2 separate regions of the Mus musculus genome follow, and region 2 is linked to region 1. The links are chromatin contacts, called in public promoter capture Hi-C maps. All regions are on one chromosome and are shown on one strand. Each heading gives the region's core, a stretch centred on a gene start, on an enhancer-like site or on the middle of the called end of the contact. The rest is flanking DNA. Distances are from core to core; before and after follow the strand shown.

The links. Promoter capture Hi-C pulls out the DNA fragments that hold promoters and counts their contacts.
Region 2: a contact with region 1 is called in a promoter capture Hi-C map of pre-B cells, with 5 times the contacts expected there. The contact joins the promoter of Utp23 here to the promoter of Ebag9 in region 1. A contact is called at or near these places in 1 of 39 promoter capture datasets (pre-B cells) and 2 of 484 Hi-C or Micro-C datasets (CD4 T cells and pre-B cells).

Annotation. Positions count from the first base shown.
Region 1 is chr15:44,616,893-44,623,520 of GRCm38.p6, reverse strand. It overlaps Ebag9 (estrogen receptor-binding fragment-associated gene 9), which reads right to left and starts at 4,081. Exons shown (of 7, transcript NM_001357691.1): 1 at 3,614-4,081.
Region 2 is chr15:51,874,298-51,880,925 of GRCm38.p6, reverse strand. It overlaps Utp23 (UTP23 small subunit processome component), which reads right to left and starts at 3,485. Exons shown (of 3, transcript NM_030132.5): 1 at 3,216-3,485. The coding sequence starts at 3,403.

The sequences.
Region 1 (6,628 bases), core at 2,832-5,331:
CCACACTAACTGTCATGGTCCCTGCCCTTGATCACTCTGTAGTCACTAACTGGCAGTTTCTTGTGAAGAAAAGCACGCAAGTACTTCCTGTTTCTAGGGTTAATAGCGGAACACAGACTATAAAATTACAATGGCAAGCTCCACAAGGTTCCTTAGCAATACTCTTGTATTTTTGTACACATCAAGACTATCTTTCTTTTTTTATTATCTTACTTATTCACTATACATCAGGCTCACTGCCTGTTTCCAGTCAACACTTCCACAATGCTTCCTCCATCCCCCTCCCTTCTCTGAGCAGGTGGGAGCCTCCCTGGGTATTCCCCCACCCTGGTGAATCAAGCCTCTTCCAGGCTACACTCATCCTTTCCCACCGAGGCCAGACAAGGCAGCCCAGCTAGAAGAACATATCCACGTACAAGCAACAACTTTGGGGATATGCTGCCCTCCAGTTTTTCAGGACCACACAAAGATCAAACTGCGTATCTGTTACATATGTGTGAGGCAGAGACTCAACCCAAACCAAACTGAATGATTTACTCAATGTCTAAGGCAGAAGGGGGCTCTGAGAGGGTACAAAAAATTGAATCAAAAGCATATTAACAATTTCCTTCTTCAAGTAATATAAATATTTCTGACAAATACATCCCCAAGGTGGTTTACTTGATTTCAAAAATGCAACAAAGCTGACTCTCTCAAAGCATGGTTGTTTCCCACTACCAATGGTGTTGGCTAGGTATGTTATTATTACTTCCTAAAGGAACAGTTTCTTCCTTTTTTTTTAATTAGGTATTTTCCTCATTTACATTTCCAATGCTATCCCAAAAGTCCCCCATACCGTCCCCGTTACTCCCCTACCCACCCACTCCCCCTTTTTGGCCCTGGCGTTCCCCTGTATTGGGGCATATAAAGTTTGCGTGTCCAATGGGCCTCTCTTTCCAGTGATGGCCGACTAGGCCATCTTTTGATACATATGCAGCTAGAGTCAAGAGCTCTGGGGTACTGGTTAGTTCATAATGTTGAAAGGAACAGTTTCTTAATCCCATTGTTTTTCTATTGAGAAGGTTAACATTTTCTATTTTATACTACAGTAATATCTATATACTGTACTTTCCCTAAACAATACTTCTCTAGAGGGTTTTTAACCCTTTATATTCAGTTACCATTTGCAAAGTAAAACTTGAAAGAAATGACTGATTCCTCACTAGAAGTAGAATAAACTAAACAAGTAGAATGATAACTGACGGCTTCATTTAAAGCTCATTTGTCAACAAAACAAAAAGCAATTTTCCCAAGGAGAGTGTAAATATAGCATTCGTGCATGCTCTCCATGGGAAAATGGATGGAACTGAAGACCACAGTGTTGGACAAAATAAGCTAGAGTCAGAAAGGTAAAGACAGTATTTTGTCCTCATTTGTAAAAGCTAGATTTCTAATACAATACATGAAAATAGGGTACTGTTTGACAAGAAAAGGACCAGACGGAGAACAAGAAACACTAATGGGAGGAAGGAGGTGAGCTAATTACATTATCTGGGGAAATGAAATATAATGAAAACCAATATTGTGTACAGTATATGCAAATATATACTATTAAAATTCAGCACAAACTGTTAAAAATATAATTAATTTTCAGAAACAAAATATAAAAGGTAGCTAACAGATGTATGGCATATAGCACTGGAAAAGAAAATACAGGCAAAGAGATACTCCAGCAAGATTTTTTGACAAAAAAAAAAAAAAAAAAACCACATTTAATATTTTGGGACTGTGCAGAGGGTTTAGTGTTAGGCTAAGAATGAAATTTCATGCAGAGCCTTGGCAGCTACTGCCATTCCCTTCTCAACTATCCTTAAGTGTCATTACTCAGTCAGTACCTATCACCTTGAATGGCTCCAACAAAATGTAGAAATAAAATTTCAAGTTTAAGTGGAAAAGCAGAAAGCCAGATTATTATTGATAACAGAACAGAATGCCACCATAGCTATTAACAATATCTGAATTCTGTGATAAATCTGCTTCTGTAATGAGTGAATCCTAAAATTCACTGACCATCTATTATGAATCAAGCACTATCTAAACAGTAGCTAACTGCATCCACAGATATTAATGCCGTCCATTCACGTAACAGCAGCGGTGTAAGCACAAGTTCTCAAGCTCCTACAACTGCTTGCATTCAAACCTACATCCATTTCATCTGAGAGCTATGAAAACCTAGTCAGGAACATTCTTGGGAATCAAGGAAGATTTAAGTTCTAAGCAGTTTCACTAAATGTGGGAAATGTAAGCAAACTACCAAAGCAGCACTTTGTCAATGACAGGGATTTGTAGACACGTGTAATTCAGGACTTGTGCATATGGCATATGCTACAGCGCAGTAGAAGGAACATAGATTAGCACCACCTATGTAACACATGTGCACTGACACCAGGAAACACTTCCTGCACTGGGGCACCCACTGCTACTCAACCACTATCTGGAGTTTCTTTCTACATTTGCTTTTATTCAAAGGAAAAAGAGCCTAGAAGGGCAGGACCCCACCAGTGTGGTTTAGTTTGTTATCTCTACATCTTAGCCAATGACAGCATTTAGGTGGTCCAATATTTCTTGAATTAAAAATTAAAAACTTAACATTCCTTGGGCCCTTAACATGTTCAGAATTTAGTTCAATAGTTTCACCATTCCTATATAATGGATAAGGCCTATAAATGGTCTGAGTAATTTAAACAGGTTAAATCAGCAGTGGCTGGAGGAGGGGAATCCTAAGGCCCTGATTCTGTTTCAAACGATTTCAATTTTATACATATCACTACAGTCTGATTTCTAAAACACCTATAGATTCTCAATTAGGAAAACACTTACTTGGAGCTACTTTGCAATTTGGGTGTTTTAAAATGCTTTCTAGAACTGGACAATATTGAAATAACCTACCAAAATACTCAAATTTTAAAAACGAAAATGACTAAGAAAATGCAGAAACTTTATGCCAGAGAAATAATTTTGAAGAAATGGCATTTCCAATTAAACAATAGGAAGAAGAGCTCTGTTGTGACAACTAAGAAAGATTTCCCTATAAGGGAGGAAGGCATAAAGAAAAAGAATCCTGCATGACGTGGTCAATCTGTCCTTGTGCTCAATTTCTTCAGATCCTGGAGTATACATCAATTAAACTATAATTCATTAAGCCAAGCCAGGTGATACTCATTAAACGAGTCATCAAATGCTGTCCTAATCCTGCATTTCTAAGTCTATACAATTACTTGAAAGTCCCACGACCTACGAAAGCACAGAATATACTCAAATTAGGTCTGTGACTCGCTAAAGTTAAATATCATAAAGCTCCCAAATAAAAATCTACCTGAACTCAAACATGACAAGGAAGGGTCAACACCGGAGGCATGTAAGCAAAAGCAGAAGTGCAGTTTTGGAAAGCTGGTGGTAAAAACCGAACATTCTGTACCATCAGGCCTTCGAATTTGACACCCCGGGGACTGTTAGTTAACCAAGGTGGGTTAAGATCTTCTGAATGACTCAACGGTGAGTCTCATAACTAAAATAATTTTCACTTTCAGATTACCCACCTAGAACTTGCTGGCGGAAAAAAAAAAAATCATACCCACTGCACAGATGAGCAAAACAACACACACGCGAGCTTTCTGGTTACGCAATCCCACGCCCGGTGGCGGGCGGCATGTGAGGCGTTCTAAACTGCTGAAGGTGGGAGCCGGGTGGGATGGGGTTTGGATGTTGGGCAGATCGGCCCCGAGAGGTGCGAGGCCCGTAGAGGAGGGCAGGAAGGCGGCACATTGCCCTTGGGAAAGACTGAACGTGGGGTTTTTCCGGGTCGGCAGCTCCCAGGCGGGACGCCCGTGCGGGACCGCAGCATAGCGAGGGGACAGGGACGAGCCGGTTCCAAGCCACGCTCGGCTCTCCCCACAGGTCACCCTGACCCGGAAACAGTACCCCAGAGTGGTGGCTCGGCGAGTGGGAGGTCGAGGTAGAGGGCCGAAGAGAAAGGCGGGAGGGCAGGAAGTACGGGGCGACCCAGAGGGTGACCGGGAAGCGCGGCCACCAGCCGCAGGCCGGACCGGGTCAGGAGGCGGGTGGGTAGAGAAAAAGCCCCTCGCGGGCGCGCGCAGGCCGCACACACTCACCTGCCCCTCCCCCTCCCCGCCCGCCCGGCGGAGGCTCCGAGCTGCCGCGGGCCACGCGCGCTCACGAGGCGCGCGCGCGCACAGCCGCTGTCTGCCTCGAGCTCGCGCTCCGCCAGCTCAGTCCCAGCTCCGCTCATTCAAAGCCGGGCGCGCGCTCCGTCGCAGCCGCCGTGGCCGCCGCGCAGCCGCCATGGCCGCCCCTTCTCCAAAAACCCGCCCGGACCCCGCCCTAGCTCCGCCCTGGCCCCGCCCGTTTCCCCGCCCAGACCCTGTCTCCAGGCTCTGGCTTCCGCACTCTGCCTCTCGTACTTCTGGCCCAATAGAGGATAGATACGTCATTGACGTGCAAGTCGCAAGCCAATGAGTGCATAGGGGCGTGGTTAGTCGGGACAGTGCAACTGCTTTGGCCTTTTGTTAATAGTAGTGTGTTGGGTTTTTTTTTGTCCTGGAGCAACTGGGCTCCTGCCAAGTTGTTTTCCTTTCCTCCTTTGTAGATTAGTGTCTCGCCTGTGACCAAGTCTCCTGTTCCATCCTTAAACCTGTCTGCTAGATGGGGCCAAGGCGAAACTGCATCTAGATTGTGAAACATTGGCGAAGCCTCTCTGTCTCAAAATGATTTGGGTGTGACTAGGACAGACCCCAATTACTGCTGGACCTGAGACGTTTACACGTCTCTTTCAGAATTTATCTGGCTCTGTTTAAATCTTAGTCCAGTTTTTAACTGAAAGTAAGGCGGGTGATTCTTCTAGGTCCCTCCTTATATCCTGCATCAGGGGCTAGCCTTTTTACCCAGCTCTTGTCTTTTTGGGGTTCTCTCTTGCAATCGGATATTTTTCTGCTGTTTGATTGACTTTTGGTTTTTATTTTTTATTGTACATGTTACTTTGTTCCATAAAAATGCTTTCATTTAAGGAAACATTGTAACTTGAACAGATACAACCTCCTACCCCCTTTTTTTCCTCCCACCGCTGATAGATCCTTGTTCTTCTAGACAGTTTCACTTCTACGTTTATACATACATATGTATGTATGTATGTACACAAGCATATTCTTTTCATGTTTTCTTTTCTTTTTCTATCTTGTGTGCTTGTAAAAATCCGAGTTTATTGTTCTGTTGGACTAAGAATTCTTAAGAAGCTACTATTAGGAAGTGGCTGGCAAGGGAGTGTGTGTGTGTGTGTGTGTGTGTACATATATTTGTGTTTATGATATATCGAAAAGTTGAAAGCAGTTTTTTCAAATTCTTCCTCAACTAGCCTTTCCTTCCTATTCCTTTTTAAAGATTCAGCTGCCTTTGTTCTCTCACCATGATTCGTCTATCCATGTAACCTGAAATATTCTACCCCCCACCCTCTTCACTGCAATCTGCTCCATATTTTTATTACTATTTATTGTGCTTTATTTTCTTTGAGAAAGGTTCTTGCAATCCTGAAACTTAAGCCCCTCCTGCCTCAGCTTCTACAGCATTCTGAGATTACTGGTGTGTACCACTAATCCAAGACAGCAGTTTAGTATGCTTACCCTAACAATGAGGAAAAAGTAAATTTAGGATTCTTTCTCTGGTTCTAGGTAAACATGAATTAATTTAATCTGGTCTCCTCTTAAGTGCATTTAATACTTGCAATGCTTTCAGTGCAGTCAGGCACATATCAAGCAATCATAGATAATAGCCACTCAACTATCATAAAGCTGCAACATTTTTAGTAACTACACAGCCACACATCAAATAAATAAATGAATAAATAAATCACCTGAGGTCCCTGAAACAGGTATTCTATCTATAATCCAATCTAGTATTATCCAAATTCCAATAATCTATAATTTCTGCCATTTTTTGATTTCCCGAAATCCTAATAGGAGCATGTTTTTTTAATGTGATGACTTACATCTTCGTTTTAAATTACTTATTATGCCCCATGATAATCTTCTTTTTTATGATTTTTTTTTTTTAATAATTCACCATTTCCAAATTGAAAAACCAAAGGAGGCACATGTTTCTACAGAAATCCTGGTGGCTGGGTACTTGTTTCACAACAGAGAACAAAAGGAAAGCAACCATACTGGCTAGTTTTATATCAAAATGTTACAGGCTAGAGTCACCAGAAAAGAAGCCTCAATTTCATTGAGAAAAATGCCCCTATAAGAGAGGGCTGTAGTAAGCTTGTGAGGCATTCTGTTAGTGACTGATGTGGGAAGGCTCACCCACTTGTGGGTGGGGCTACTTCTGGGCTGGTGGTTCTAGCTTCTATAAGGAAGCAGGCTGAGCAAGCCACATGAAGTTTGCCAGTCAGCAGCATTGCTACACGGCCTCTGCATCAGCTCCTGCCTCTAGGTTCCTTCCCTGACTGAGTTCCTCTCCTGACTTCCTTCAGTGATGGACGATGGATATAAAAGTATAAGCCAGATAAACCCTCTCCTCCTGAACATGCTTTGGTCATATTTCATCACAGCAATGAGAATCCTAAAATGACAACAAA
Region 2 (6,628 bases), core at 2,236-4,735, 7.3 Mb before region 1:
TTTTAAGGTGGAAAAACTATTCCATAAAAATGTGACGGGGGAACGCCAGGGCCAAGAAGTGGGAGTGGGTGGGTAGGGGAGTGGGGCGGGGGGGGGGGGGGAGGGTCTGGGGGACTTTTGGGATAGCATTTGAAACGTAAATGAAATAAATACCTAATTAAAAAAATAAAAAAATGTGGATTTATAGCACGGTTGCCATTTTCTTCTTAAATGAAAACTTTAAAAATACATACTCCAAGCAGAAAGAATACCAATGTCAGAGTACACTAAGCATTTGTGTACAGGAAGCATGCAAGTTGTTTTTCGCATATACTATTGCTTAACCTCAAATGTATAATAAAGCTACATGATTAACTGAATTAAATTTCTAACTTATCCTCAAATCTCTACCTCTTACAGATGGACCAGATACAATGAGCCTTCCAGATACTGAAGAGGACTCCAGGTCACTATTACAACTTCAAAAATCACTAACACAGAATCAACAACAACTTATGTATCCTGTTTGAATCCTGATTTTAAAAAATAAACAAATGAAAAATAAGAAAAAAAAGTTTGTTTTTTTAATTGTAGGAGCCAGAATGGTTGATGAGACCAGGAGAAAATGGCCCACAGAGTCAACTAAGCAGGGTTCATGGTGCTGGCTCACAGAGACTAAAGCAGCATGGTGGTGTAGCTTGTTGTCTTGTGAAACTTCTAATAGTGGGAACACATATGTCTTTGAGTCTTTCACCTGCTCTTGGGGCTCTTTTCCACCTGTTGGGTTACCTCCTCCTGTCTTGATGAGGGTTTGTGTCTAGTCTAATTTCATCTAGGCCCTGTTCCGTTGATATCCCTGGGAGGCCTGCCCTTTTCTGAAGAGAAAGAGAGGAACAGTGGATTTTGTGGGATGAGGGAATAAGGGAACTGTAGTTGGGATGTATTGTATTGAGAGAAGAATTATTTTTTTTTAAAGTTTTTTCATGACAAACAGCAAAGAATGACAAACAGATGTGTGAGGAGGTGGGGAAGAGACGGGGACAACAAGAATGGGCTTTCTGGGACCAGCAAATGCTGGGTATCAGGGTCTTCAATCTTGTGTTGGTTGACAAATTCCCAAAGTAGCTGGGTGGTGGTTGTGCACACCTTTAATCTCAGCACCTGGGAGGCAGAGGCAGAGAGAGGGGCAGAGGGGCAGAGGGGCAGAAGCAGAAAGAAGCAGAGGCAGGTGATCTCTGAGTTTGAGGCCAGCCTGGTCTATAGAGCATGTTTCAGAACAGCCAGGGCTACACAGAGAAATCTTGTATAAAACAAACAAACAAAAAACCAAAACAACAACAACAAAAAACCAACCAACTAAACAAACAAAATCCCAAACCACAAAAAAAACAAAAATTCCCAAAGTTAAGTGGTTGTTGTCCTTTCTCTTCTTCCTCCTTGAGAATGGCTCTTGCCAGGCCTTCTTCAAACTCATGGTACTCCTCCTGACTCAGCCTTGCAGAGTATTTGTATCACAGGTGTAACCTCCCTTGAGTGACTCCGTAGTTGAAGTCCTTGGGGAACTATGACATGTACATGTAGTACTTCCCGCCTGGTTGTATCACAGCACGGGACTGTTAGTATTGGTATGGCACGTGGGAGGAAACAAACTACTTACATTCAGAAGCAGCTAATCCAGGGACAGAGGCTGTTAAAAGCTGTACAGGCAGCTCCTAAGGCTAAAGGGATCATATTTAAAAGTTTGTGTGTGTTGGGCTGGGTGATGGTGGTGCCACACACCTTTAATCCCAGATTTCAGAAGGCAGAGGCAGGAGAATCTCTGAGTTCAAGGCCATCCTGATATACAAAGTGAGTTCCAGGGCAGCCAGGGATACACAGGGAAACCCTGTTTTGAAACCATCACCTAGACTCCAAAAAAAAAAAAAATTTTTTTTATGTATATGTGGGTGGTTAGCTGTAGAGGCCAGAAGAGGGTGTTGGAGCCCCTGGAGCTGGAGTTACAAGCAGTTGTGAGACCCCTGACAGTGATGCTAGGAACCATCTCAGGTCCTCTGGAAGGGCAGGAAGCATGCTTAACAACTGAGCCATCTTTCCAGCCTGAGATTAAAACTTTGAGGTTATCTGCAACTCGGAAAGAGCATTACTTAAGAAATTCTAAATGTGGAAGGCTGTTTACTGCAAAGTAGAACATGAACAGCACACGTCACGGCTTGACTCGGACAAATGTATAAAGAACACCTTAACTGGCTATTTGTAAGCTGTAGTTGAACTCAATTTATTTACTTAAATAAATATTCCACAAAAACTACTAAAATTCTTATTCATGGTCTAGCTTCAGTTTACCTTTTCCCTATTTTCATGTCCCATAATATTAGATATAATATATATCTTCAAGTCCCAAAATTAAATATGGTTCAGGCATCAACCAATTCTATTTGTTCAAAAGTTCTCTAAAACAATAACATTACTATTTCTATCATTGAAAACAGACATTTCCTCCTCAGTTCTAAACAAGCCTCAGAGGGGGTCGAACATCGATTCTATGAGACCTTTTAAAATAACCCCCACCCGCACCCCCCACGCCCACCCCTCTCACACACTCCTGCTCCCGGGTGTGCTACCCTAGGTGTGCTCTCTTACATGAAGTGAGGAGGCACAGATGTGGAGTGAAAAACAGCCATCAGGAGTTGACTTTACAGCCCATGAAGGCTAAGGCTAGGCCTTCGTCTTGCCCACTAAGGTGTCCTCAGGGTCTGGAGCAGTGATTGCCATTTGGTTGGTACTTTAAAAATGGCCTTGGGTAAAGTTTTTAATATCTCCAGCCTTGACTTCTTTTCCTAGGAATTGAAGATAAAACCTCACTGGCAGTTGGAAGGCTTGAAAACCTTTGGGTTATAAGTAACAACCGCCACAGAATGGGTGTTAGCTTTTGGATGTTGAGAAATGTCCAATGTAAATGATACCTCACGTGACTTTATATCAACTTTGAAGAAGTTATGCTCTCTACAGCTACACCATTTCTTGCCTGAGACCACACAGCTGGTTTTAATTGGAACCAGAAGTCCAAGTCAGGTCCACATGTTACCTGTTCTGATTTTTCTCAGAAATAACTGAATATTCACAAGGCACAGTACCATCTGCCTGACTTTTCGGTCAGTCGCGGCCCAAGGTAACCGACTTGGTTGGCACCGTGGAGAACTCTGGGCCACACCCGCGACCCCGCCCCGCAGACCCACCTCGTGGTGCACAGCTGGGTCTCTCCCATAAGGTAGCGGGGCAGCTGGTCCCGCAGCTGGATGCGACCCCGCAGCGCCGCCTGGCAGAAAGTGCCATCCAGAAGGATCTGGTAGGGCTCGCGGACTCCGAAATTGTTGCGGAAAAAGCCGAGATGCTTCTTGGCGTGTTTCTGCCTGGTGATCTTCATGCCTGTTTAAGCCACCGGACTCACCGGCACCAGCCTCACTTCCGCACTCCTAGAAATTTGTATTTCCCGGAACGAAGCCCCTTCGACCCGGAAGTACACTCCCTTATTTCCACAGCCCGCCTCTCGGATTCTGTAGTTCGCAAAGGAACGACCACTCCCACTTCCTAGCGCGAGCTTTAGGGGGCGGAGCTTTCTGTGCAGAGGAGCCTCGGAGTGCGCAAATTGGCGCAGGTTGGCACATGCACACTCGCGAGCTGGACTAATAGTCCTTGCTTTGTGTAGCTCTTTGCCTGACACTTAGGAAGTCTCTAAAAGACTAGTAATATGAAAATAACTAATTATGGTACCATTGACCCAGGCACTTTGTAACTTGCCATTCACTATGTATCATTCCCAAGAATGTTTTTAGTTTCCAAGTGAAGAAAATGAGCCAAGGTTGGACGACCTTAACTTGGGAGGTTTTGCTGGTCTTCAAGGAAGCAAAGGGCACGTGGTTCCTAAGCGTCTGGAGCTCACACTGACTCCTTGATGTTCACGGGTATTTTACAACACCTTACGAATGAACTGATTCTATGGTAAAAAGGTGTTACCCAAATTGACAGCACAGTCTCTAACTCATCCTGGAGAACCCAATTGACATAAATTTGCTGGTTGTGGTGGCGTACACATCTTTAATCCCAGGAGGCAGAGGCAAGAAGGTTTCTGAGTTCCAGGACAGCCTGATCTTCATAGTGAGTTCCAAAGCAGCCAGAGTTACACATTGAGATCTTCTCTTGGAAAACAAATAAACTAAACAGCCAAATTAATATTTAAAAAAAGGATTTCCATAGTGTGGCCAAACGGAGGTGCCAGTCATTATGACAGTCAATCTCTGAGGTCCTGAAGTGAAATTAAAGTGTACATAGGTAGCCAGGGACATGAATATCTAACTCATTGGTTCTCAACCTGCCTAATATAGCCCTTTAATATATTTCCTCAAGTGTGGTGTGTGTCAATCATAAAATCAATTTCATTGCTACTTCATAACTGTAACATTGTTGCTGCTATGATTCATAATGCCAATATCTGCGTTTTCTGATGGTATTAGGAGACCCTGTGAAAGAGTCTTTTGAACCTCAAGGGCTCAGGACCCACAGGTTGAGAAATGCTGAATTCTAACCAACCTTGGTTAATATGTGGCACTGTCCATCATTTTTTAAGACTTTGGTCCTACCCTGGAAGGTGTTCTAAGAAGGCATTAAGACTGGGAAATCTCTTTCCCAGAAGACAAATTAAATTCCCTCTTGGTGTCAGGCTCTGCGTCTTTTCCTTCTTCCAGCATGAAATTGCCATTTCTTAGGGTCAGTTGTTTCAATTTGAGGGACACGAAAGAATATCTTCAAGTTCTGCTGGGCCAGTTACAGAGCCATTATTTGTATCTTCTCATCCCAAAGCCAAGCCTGAGTGCCTCAGTGTTTTAGGAGAATTTCCAAGAGTTTCATTTCCCGAAAGTTTGTTGAGTTGGAGGCCTGATCTCAATTTCATAGACGTTTTTCTGTCCGGAGTTTCTAACATAGGAAAAATACATACTGGGTTAAAATTGAAAGACACACACACACACACACACACACACACACACACACCCCTAATTTAAATACTTTCGAAGTTACTTAACCAATTTAGTTAAATGAAGACAATGAATAAGGAGTTTTCAAATTTGATTAACTGTGTAGGGTATCCACTCTAAGGTAAAAGAATCAAAGACTGGAGAGTATGGAGTTTGCATTTTTGTCTCTGGCTGGAATCTGTCCCAGATCTAGTCTTGGCCAATTTGGCCAAAGATTGAAGGAACTTTTTTTTTTTAATGACTTATAATGTGATTGAAATGTATTGCTTGCATTTGGCCCTTTATTTCAATTTATAGGTTTATGGAATTGAACTAAGGTACTCTATAAAGTCAGTCCTGACCTGAAACCCAGTACTACCATGAGATGGCTGCTTTCATTTAATGGAAAATAAAATTAGGGGTTTGAAATCATGAGATGCTGTAGAAGGGCTGGTTTCATAGTCCTTAAGCATAATTGTCAGTATTTTCTACTTTAATCCTTCCTTTATCCCTGTATGCACACTCTCTGCCCTGAATGGACTCTCATGACAAAGAAATATCATCCCAACCTCGTAAAACAATTAAAAGCTTTAAAAACAAAAAACAAAAAAAAAAGACTTTCTTTCTACCTAGATCTAACTTCTAGTCACTTTTTAGTTCTAAAAAGATATGGGATGCCACTAAAAATTTGAATCATATTCTAGGGTGTTTTGTTGTTGTTGTTATTGTTTTTTATTTTAATTTGCGGAACTACATCATAGTCTTTTCCAAGTTCTATGTTTGACTGCCAATTTGCACACTTATCCTTCTTACCAAGTACAAGAGAGCCTTGTAACAGTGATCATCAAGTTTGGAATCATTTTCTATTGACTTAAAAACCAAAACAAAACATTGTCCCTGGGTATGTAGGGAAAGCCTTAGGGCGCTTGCTTAAGATAGCCATTTCTATAGCAGCTTGAAGTTCTGAGACTCTCCCAGGTGGCACCTGAAATATGCATAGTAATGAACTCTACATAGGCTGTGTTTTTTCTGACATATACAGGCCCGTGATAAATTTTAAGTCATAAATTAATCACAGTAGGAAACTGGCAGCACCAATAAAACAAAGCAGCTAACACTGGAGTAAGACTTCTGTGGAGGTCTCTTCTCAATGCCTCTGTGTAAGATGAGATTTTTGCTTTCAATGTCCAGCTACCTCCTAAGTGACTACCAGGTAGGTAGTATTCAGACAGAAAGGCACATTTATTATGAAAATTTCTCCGAGTCATTTTGTGCTCTTAGTGTTCCTGATCCAACTTTTGCAGGAAAACACTACTGTTTATCCAATATAATATTTTCATTAAGCGGTCCACCAAAAGTATTTTTGCACAGATGCCAAATGACCTAGTATTAATGGCAAGTCAATATGTGGTTACAGCCAAGACAGAAGCTCAAGAATGCCATTATTCAATGAAGTATTAGGATATAAGTTTGATAATTTAAAAAATAAAAAAATTAATTCTTTTGAAGAAATATTGTGATGTCATTTTAAAACTACAATAGTCTTTGAAAAACATGATTTAAAAGTGGCAAAAACAATGAAGCCTTATCATTGCTATCCACTGGCTTTGACTGGGATTCTGGGACTGGGTCCTTTCTAT